Regions from separate parts of the Danio rerio genome. Here regions 1 and 2 are each linked to region 3. Evidence: chromatin contacts called from public Hi-C and HiCAR-type data. All regions are on one chromosome and are shown on one strand. Each heading gives the region's core, a stretch centred on a gene start, on an enhancer-like site or on the middle of the called end of the contact. The rest is flanking DNA. Distances are from core to core; before and after follow the strand shown. Region 1 holds the start of lsm6 (LSM6 homolog, U6 small nuclear RNA and mRNA degradation associated). Region 2 holds the start of znf827 (zinc finger protein 827). Region 3 holds the start of mmaa (metabolism of cobalamin associated A).

The links. A called contact is a pair of places that touch in the nucleus more often than the background predicts. HiCAR-type assays count read pairs that join an accessible place to other places.
Region 1: a contact with region 3 is called in a HiCAR-type map of caudal fin, with 4 times the contacts expected there. The contact joins the promoter of lsm6 here to the promoter of mmaa in region 3. A contact is called at or near these places in 1 of 18 Hi-C or Micro-C datasets (caudal fin) and 2 of 4 datasets of contacts at active chromatin or transcription factors (caudal fin and embryo).
Region 2: a Hi-C map of hematopoietic stem cells shows a contact between it and region 3, with 4 times the contacts expected there. The contact joins the promoter of znf827 here to the promoter of mmaa in region 3. A contact is called at or near these places in 4 of 18 Hi-C or Micro-C datasets (caudal fin, embryo, hematopoietic stem cells and 1 more) and 3 of 4 datasets of contacts at active chromatin or transcription factors (caudal fin, embryo and gastrula embryo).

What each region holds. Positions count from the first base shown.
Region 1 is chr1:39,344,375-39,347,580 of GRCz12tu, forward strand. It overlaps lsm6 (LSM6 homolog, U6 small nuclear RNA and mRNA degradation associated), which reads left to right and starts at 1,581. Exons shown (of 4, transcript NM_001002077.2): 1 at 1,581-1,674; 2 at 2,023-2,121. The coding sequence starts at 2,028.
Region 2 is chr1:39,300,320-39,303,403 of GRCz12tu, forward strand. znf827 (zinc finger protein 827) reads right to left here and starts at 1,826. Exons shown (of 13, transcript XM_073952597.1): 1 at 1,542-1,826. The coding sequence starts at 1,584.
Region 3 is chr1:39,106,867-39,109,986 of GRCz12tu, forward strand. It overlaps mmaa (metabolism of cobalamin associated A), which reads left to right and starts at 1,658. Exons shown (of 7, transcript NM_001105112.1): 1 at 1,658-1,838. LOC137490024 (a long non-coding RNA gene) reads right to left here and starts at 1,055. Exons shown (of 9, transcript XR_012407181.1): 1 at 847-1,055; 2 at 514-677; 3 at 108-169; 4 at 1-14.

The DNA.
Region 1 (3,206 bases), core at 331-2,830, 240 kb after region 3:
CCTCGAAGCAGCCTGCGGCAACCGACGGAGCCCCCTCCCCTCGCATCTGACACCCCTCAGCCTGACCCACCCCCAACCCTAGTGAAGCTGCCTCTGTAATCTTTTCATTTTTCCTCCACTCCCTCTCAGGTCTTTGGGGGCTTAGAAAGGTGAGGCGGGTTGTACCAGCAAATCAACTGTGCCACTGTCCATCTGAGCTCACCAGCGTCTTGAAGGCAGGGTGAAAACAGTCCCATCTGGCATCACTGGGCGGTTATTACCAACACGCTACTGTTTTCATAGGAGCTGTGGGGTTATTCACAGGCTTGCGGTGAGAGTGGATTGTCTGTGCTGACTGAGGAAAAGCAAATGCTTTTTTTATTTGTTCCCAGTCAAAATTTTATGCACATTCACATCAGTCTACAAAATGTTAAGTTGAAAACTTTTTGAAGGACAGCACATTAAGGTTAAAATGCCCTCTTTATGTGAGACGGACAGAATCATCTTCTACCAAGCAACAGGCAAAACTGAAAGATAAAAAGCTTGTGAAATGCTTTCTGTGTCTGTAGAGCTCTATTGTGTTTTATTCAGTATCGCTTAACAAGCCAAGCCATTCACGCTTTTCCAGTAGTCAAGAAAGCATCATAGTGCTTGTGTCAGCTTCCTTGTCATGATATTCCATATTTGTTTACAACTGAAAATCCCGGTGCTGTGTGCCACAACCGAAAAATCTGTAAACTCGTTCAATTTCTTTCCTTTTTTTCCTTAAATGAATGATTGCTTTGATAGGAAAATGCATTAGATCACATTTTTCTCTCTTAACCCTCCTTTAGGATGTGAACTCTGGCAACAAGGGGAAAAATACTCATTGAATATTCATTAACTCGTGCCTAGGTGTGTACACGGCTCTTAACCACACTTGTTTATGACTTAAGGACTTGTAGCGCTGACCTTAGTTTAACACAGCACCAGATACCAAATTAACCTCTAGCCTCCTCAGGGCTACCAATGCCCTGCTAACAAGCAAACTGTCTGGATGCGCCAGAAGTGCTTTATGATTCTGTCTCTCAGGTGCATCCCCTCCTCTGCCTGTGAACAAAAGACAGCTTTTTCTTCCCCATCTCCCTCTCTCTCTTTTGGCTATACAGGATCTTCTTTTTTCCTACATGTTTTAGCCACACCTCAACTACAACCTGAAGTTGCTTATTATACACAATGTACACAAAATACTTTGACAAACAGACAGACTATCTATCTATCTATCTATCTATCTATCTATCTATCTATCTATCTATCTATCTATCTGTCTGTCTGTCTGTCTGTCTGTCTGTCTGTCTGTCTGTCTGTCTGTCTGTCTGTCTGTCTGTCAGTCTAGGTTTCTATACGTCTGTTTGTTCGTCCATTTTTATCAGCTCATCTGTCATTCTTCTGTTTGTCTAACGATTTTATGTCCTAATGTAGCAAAAGCGACGATTCCCCGTCTTTACTGCCACCGTCGATCTGGCTCTTTTTTCCACTACGCATTCTTTGTCAAAGGAGATAACGCTATCTTGTCGGCTTCCGTACACTGGCTTTCTAACGAAGCATCTGGTTGGCTGAATGGTGTACACACCATGGAACTAGAATAAGCGGACGAGCTCATTGGTCAGCAGTCGCTCAGTCGAAACGTGCGGTTAACGTTGCTAAACGACATAGGTAAATAACGTTAAATGTTGTATGCTTTAATATAAGAATGCATTCGACGTTAGTGGGGTTTTAAAAAACTGCAGCACTGTAGTTACCTTGCTAGATATACGATGACACGTTTATTAAGTGATACGTTGGGTTGGAATGCTAGCATGCTAAATTAGCCGCTTATCGATAACGTTCACCGGCAATTTCCAAACAAATAAGGTTAAACCTCTTCTGGAAACCCCTTATGTGGTTTAAAATAAACGTCTTTAGTACGTTTTGTTGTTATTGTCACATCCTTTTTGTTAACAATGCAGCCATGGTTCATTTTTATAAGAGCTATTCATAAACTTCATTGTCATTCATTTTCAGCTAAAATGAGTCTCCGAAAGCAGACACCAAGTGATTTCCTGAAGCAGATCATTGGGAGGCCAGTGGTGGTGAAACTGAACTCTGGTGTCGATTACAGAGGTACAAACTGAAATATGCGGTTGTTTTTATGTTTGTATTTTACATTTATCATTTACAAGTTATCGAGGGTATGCATGAAGGGACTGATCATATTTGTTGTGTTGGAGGTAATAAAATAGGATGGTTTGGAAGTCAATCTTGAAGAAAACAACATAATTTCCTTATTGTAATTTATTACAAGTTCACTGCCACATGCAAGTTAAATATGGATAAAGTTGTGTCAGGTAAAGTAAGTTTTATATTCCAGGATTCAACGCTAAAGATTTTTTTTTTACTGGCCCGAAACTTTTCACTGGTCTGACCAAATATAACAAGTTACAGTTTTTCTCAGTGGCTTTGGTGCATTTCTCACAGCACTATTTACATTTGCACAACAGTTAATGCATTTCTCAAAATAATTAGTCATTTGTGCACATCCTATTAGCAGTTTCTCATTCCTTCCAACACATTGCAGATGCTTTTGGACATGCATCAATTACTTTCATACAACTCTCTGATATTTATAACATTATCATCTGCTTATGTCAACTAAACTTGTGAATTCTGAGTAGTCATTCCATATAAAACAAATAGTTTTCATTTCATTACTTGAGTCATTACATACAAAAATGTTGAACTAGTTGTCAAAATCTGTTAAGCAATATTTTATAAAAAAAATTAAATCTTTATTTTCCTGATAATGTCTAAAAAATTGAACAATTTCATGATTGATTTATAGACTTGTGTGTATTTTAGTTTCAGTTCCTATATGTTTTGCAATATTGTGTACAGTTGTGCACAACTCTACCCAAAGGGAGTTTGTTTGTTGTAAATAAGGGTGTATGTATTCTTTTGCACAATGGTGTGAATAAATTAGAATTGCAAAGAGTATATACAGTTAAAATGTGAAACATACATATTCAGTTTGTTGTACTCCGATTCCTCACTAAATGCAGTGATGTCTAACTTTACTGTAGTTTTCAAATGGCTGTGCAAATAGTATGCAGTGTTGTCTTGAGCATTTTCAGGAAGTGTCAACAAAATCTGACTTTTTTTGCATTGAAAAAATGTACAGAGTAAACTGTCATCATGAAAACAGGACAAAG
Region 2 (3,084 bases), core at 576-3,075, 190 kb after region 3:
TGTGCTATTTCAAGAATCTCAGTTTAAAAAGTTTCTTTACAGCAAAAATTCCATCACAATTATAATGCAGCATACTTGCAAACCGCGCGCACACACGTCCCCTGATGAATGACAACACTTATAAAGTTGTATTAAGAGCATGCTATTATAGGTATATTTAGGATATTCTTCAGAAATCTGTAAAACATTCATCAAGCATTAACCCAACATAACCACATTCACTAATACTACAAAAAAATGTGATTTGCTTTATTTTATTTCAAAGCATTTCCAAGCAGGCTACTCTGAATTGAACTACCGCTGAAGAACTCTTTAAACTGAGCACAAACCACCGTGACAAGGTAAGTGGATGTAAACAAACGTGTTATGGAGCACACATTCCACAGTGTAAAGCAGCTAAAATACAAACAGGGGACTCCAGAGAGCAGCAAACTCTCAAAAGATAACATCCCTGACTTTCAAAAAAGTCTCAAAAGGCGCCGTTTCGCCGACACGCATGAAGATGCATTACGAGCGCTCGCTTTCGTGCACTTAAAGCGCCACAGAGCCACATTTCGCCAATTCCTCTGATCAATGTTTTCCACACTGTACAGATCACGTCCCCTCTAGCGGCCGGCACACGCAACTGCAGCCGTTATTAGCGAGCTGATAAAAGCACAATGTTAACATCCAGCTACACAGGGTCAAATGAACAAATATCGCGATTAGTAATTCCAAGCGCAACGCGCGCAACGCAGCGGCTGCCGCAAGGTTCGAGTCGAACGCGCTTCGACGCGAGAGAAAAACGCGTTTCGCCTTTGTGCGTTATTGATCGCAGATTGTCTGCAATGAATGGCTGCATGAGGAAGGAAAAAACCCTGAACTTCAGGTGACCGACCATGGCTTTGACACAGGCAGCCTGCAGACACGAACCCCACTGAACTGGGAGGGGTGGAAGAAAATACCTCAGCTTAAAAAAATCCCGCTCGACAAACGAAAGAAAGAAAGAAGGAAAAAAAAAGTCGCGGACAAACACACACTTTCACATACGACCGCGGAAGGCGGAAAGTTGGTCGAACGTGTTTCGGGTGCATTTTTAAGTTGCGGGCTGCTGCTAGATAGCGCCGGAGCTAAGTAAAGGCAGGGGCACGGATGGAAGGCTGAGTCTGGCTCTCAGTCTGATCCGACTGACCCTTCATTTTATTGCGGCCAGATCCTCAGATCCTCCCCTTTCCCTTCCGCGCGACTCTGCCTCGCTCGCACGGACACATATAAGAAAAGACGCGCGGCCATAAGCGCCAAATAAGCGGCGATAACGCGAGCTTTACTGGCCGCAACCTTTAGGCGGAACGGGACCTTTATCGATTATCTGCAATTAAAGGCACCGCTAGTGCGCTCGCTCCGCTAGCCCCCTCATCGCCAACATGGCTGCCTAGCACAGACCTAAAAAAGGAGAAATAACCTCCGCCGTGCCTTTGTCTGTTTCACCTCTTTAACCCTAAACTACTGCGCAAAACACACAGAGACGCGCTAAAATCGCGCGGAACGAGAAAACGACTTACGTGAAGGCAGGCGCTTGGGTTGCTCCTGTTTCCTCCTTGGCATTTTCCCCCTTTTATCACATTCTCCTTCTTGTTTAGGGATATGAAGAAAAAAGGTCTTTTCCCATTGAAATTTTGCGAGGGAGCCTGATGGCAGGGACTTGTCGTGCACCTGGCTGTCCTCGGTTAAGTGTATTGTTGGGAACAGGGAAGAGTAGAGGAGGAGGTGCTGTTGTTGTTGCCGTGTCTTGACTATGGCTGCTCTCTGTAAGTGTGTGTCTCCGAGCCCCTAACTAACACTAATGCAGGGATCAAAGGGCAGCAACAGCAGAGCACACACACGCACGCACGCACACACACACTCACACGCACACGCTCTCACACACACACACTCGCTCACTCACTCACAGAGAGAGGAGCTCGCCCGACAGAGAGACGAGAAAGGGACAAGGTGCCCCCAAGCTTTCAGGGTGTATACTTGACTGACCACGAAGGATTTTTTTTATTCGTTTATAAAATGGATTCTGACTGATGAATATTAAACGGGGTGGGGGAAAATCTTCACGTAACATACGCTCTTTATCAACGTGATGTAATGATTTACACGTAAAATCAGATTTAAAATGACGTATAATATTTTACGTTTATCATTTTTTTTGGATTCTACAAATGTAAAACTGAATTTACTGTAATACTTTTTGCTTGTTGACATGAACTAACAGTGAAAAATACTTTTATAACGCGGCTGTTCATATTTTAACTTCAGCATTTATTAATATGTTATTACAATCCAAGAGTTTATCAATGAATGTAGTATTTGACTATGCAAGTGGCCATTGCTAGTAATACTAATTCATGCATTTCATGATTAAAATCAACTAGTAACGAGACATTATTGTATAGAGTTGTCAAATAAAAAAAATAACTGTATTTTATTACTTTTTGTTATTTTTATTGTATCTCACAGCTTTCTTATGACAACAACAACGAAGATGATGATTATTGTAATAAAAAATTAAATCACCAAGCAATTAAATAATGACTGTAACAATTCTTCTATTCATTGTTAATGTGTTAAGTAATGGGATTTTATCGTAAAGTGTTACAAAATTAGTTTATTACAATTTTAAAAATAAGTTTTGTTAACTAAATACTTATAATTTTAAAATAATACGATTTGATAAAAAATATAAATGTTACAGTTAATGTTATGTAATGCACAATAATAATTAATTATAAATATATTAATAAGTATAACAATTTTAAACTTATATTTATACTTTTTAACTTGTTGAATTTATTATATTATATTATTTTATATTATATTATATTATATTATATTATATTATATTATATTATATTATATTATATTATATTATATTATATTATTTTATATTATATCAGCCCTTCCAGCCGCAACCCAACACTGGGAAAATCCAGACACTTTCATTCACACACATACACTACAGCCTATTTACCTTATTCAATTCACCTATAGTGCATGTATTTGGACTTGTGAGAGAAATCTGAGAACCTGGAGGAAACCCACGCCAATACGGGGGGA
Region 3 (3,120 bases), core at 408-2,907:
GTCAGGCTGATTTCCTGAGGAACAGGAAAATGTTTATGATTTGTTTATTGAGAAATAATTTTCAGTCTATGATTAACATTGATAAAGAAAGAGATCACATATAGTACACAGTCTACTTAAAATCTGGAGATTCCATGCCCTCTATTTTCCAGGCAAACTTGACCAACACCTGATCAACAGAACACAATTTGTGACAGTTTGCATATTATTTCAGAACATTAATCCTTTCAGAATTGAAATTTCATTCATGAATTTTTAGCATGTTTGATTAGTCTGACCGTTTAAATAAGAACTTGAATTATGTTAAATGAGACAAAGTATAACACATAAATATAGTTAGTTAGGCAGATAACTAACTAATGAGACCAAGAAAAATTCAGATTTTAGAAGAACATTTCTGATGACATTTTCAGAGAAAACTGCATCTGAACTCTTCAAATGCTTAAAGCTATATTGATTTTGTTTTCTTTTTTCGTGATTAAGTCCAGTCATGCAAAAAATAAAGAGATTTACCGTTAGTGGAAGGTTCTGCCTCAGCGTACGTCCTGCGTCACCTCCTCACTCTGCTCCTGAATCTGCTGGTCTACTGATGAAGTGCCTTTCTGGTGGACACAATCCTCGACAGTGCATGTGTTATCGTACAATGGTTTGATCCAAAGAGGGAAATTGACAAATCACTATTTAAAAGAAAAACACACACAAAAACACGTCAACGCTATTAATAATACATATGTTTACAGACACAATAATGTTTAAAGCTATGACGATCATTTATATTACTTTAGTTACTGACATAACGTTACAACAAGTAGAAGGTTCTGCCTCTGCCTCCGCCTCCTGCTTTACCTTTTCTTTCTCTCACTCTGCTGCTCCCCATTCTCACCCTGAGCTTTCTTTACCAGGTTTTGGGCGAAGAAAGGAGAAACAGACCAGCTTCTTCCAAAATCTCCTTTTCTTTCGCCACTTCTCCCGGTCTCCTTACCTCCTGGTCTCTTCTAGCACCCTCCTCACTAACAGGACAGCTCTCATCAAGCTGGAGGGGATTCTTTTGATGCGATTTTCTTTATGGTTGCATCTCATTTTACAACCTCTTGAGGGCGCCAAACATCACGTTATCTGAACAGTGCCGACAGTAACAATCTAAAATTTCCCATTTATTTTTGTATTTATTTCTGCTCCTTCTAAAAATAAATGGAATTAAATTATTTGTTTGTAGTTATTAATCACATATTAATCATGATAAACTGTGTGTAAACTGTAAATAAATCTAACTATTTTTTAATCTATCTACCAAAGGTTTTTATCAAAATGTTTATGCCACAGATTTTTTTCCAATTGTTAATTGTTTAAATGTTTTTGATAAGTTAAAATAGAATACAATTTAAAAGGATCACTTATTTTACTTATTTTCATATAGATTTCGTCAAAATACGTATTTCATTTATTTCATAAAGAGTGTGGAACTTAAGCAAACAGAACTGAGCATCTGACCAAAAACATAGAAGTTAGCATCTTTATTCATTAGGATTATTTAAAAAAATAATAATAATAATCGGGTAGGTAATTATTATATTTTTATATATTGTTATTATTATTATATTATTATAATTCCCATTTTCGACAAGGGACTTTAACTTTGGAGAGAGAAAACTTTTATTTTTAAAAAAATTGGCATCCGCTTACACGACCTCAGCAGCAGCGCTGGTGTCACAGCTGACATGGAGAAACCACATGAGATACATGACTAAAGATTTCTCAAATTCAGCAATATCGCTAAATGAAGATAGAACCTGGAGTGTAGATGGAATTAAGGTTAAGATATGGTGTCAGAAAAGTTGGTGAGATTTGACTGTTATTGTTTTTATTCCAGATTGTCTGTCGTTTTGTCTTACACGACTTGAACACGCTTTCATTTCTGCAATGTTTACATGTTATGAACTGATGTTGTCGAAATTATTATTTTCCACCATAATATTTGGGAGTTTTTCTTAACGGCGTAAACTATATATAACGAACTAAAGGTATTTCGAAATTGTTAAAAACCAAGAGAATCAGAAGTGTAGTTTTACCGCTGGCACGTTAGTAAATTATTATTGCAAGTTTATTGTATGGTTAATAATTATAAGCAAGTATGGTAACTTTTAAGTCCCCTATACTTTGATTTTTTTTGTATTGATTGACTTCTTTTAAAGAGCTAGTAATTCAATTAATTAAAGTGCTATTTTATGGTATTTACTAGAATGTTGGACTGAAGTCAATTTAAGCAACCTAACAAATATAATAACAAATAAATAAGTTTTTTGTATTCTCTGAAAGATTTACTGCAGAAAATCTATTTTTCATTAACTACAAACATTTGTTCTCAAACTAGAGACATTGTAATTTACAACAATGTAATCTATTTCCTACTCTTTTGTCTGATTGACTATTATTACAATATAAAATTGACAATAACTGGGAATAGCAAAAAAATATTATTTCAATATTATTATTTTCTTTCTCAAATACAGTCAGTTAAATGTTTATTTTCAAAAGCCTTAATCTGTTTTATTTTATGTATTCTACTTTCAGACTATTCATTGTGGTCATTTGAAATGGAGAATTGTGTGTTTACTTATGTGCTCATATGTACCCAAGGCTCTTAACCCTTATGTACTGTTGGGGATGTTTTCATCCACTCTGGGATGATTTTGTGTCTTAATTTAGCCATAACCTTTCCTGTGTTTCAGCTAGCAGAATGATTTTTGGTGACAAATCTATTTTTAGACATATTTTAAGAAAATGCTTTGAATAAAAAAACAAAACAAAACTCAACAATACACTCTGGGCAAATTTACTACCCTTTGTTATGTTCGGGATGAAAACATCAATTGAATTAAACTGCTGTAAAAATGCATCAGATACATTTTTTGGTTCAAATCTGCTAATCAACCACAGTCCTGAGCAAAACTACTAAATTGTTTAGAAAACTATAGGATTTTAACTCCTTAATTTTCAAATTCATAAACAATGTTACTGATTTGGTGAAAAAACACACAAAATAACATATTTTCTATATAAAAAAGAAATTGGAAACTGCATTTCTTTCAACCTTTTACCACAGTCTTGTACATGTGAAGC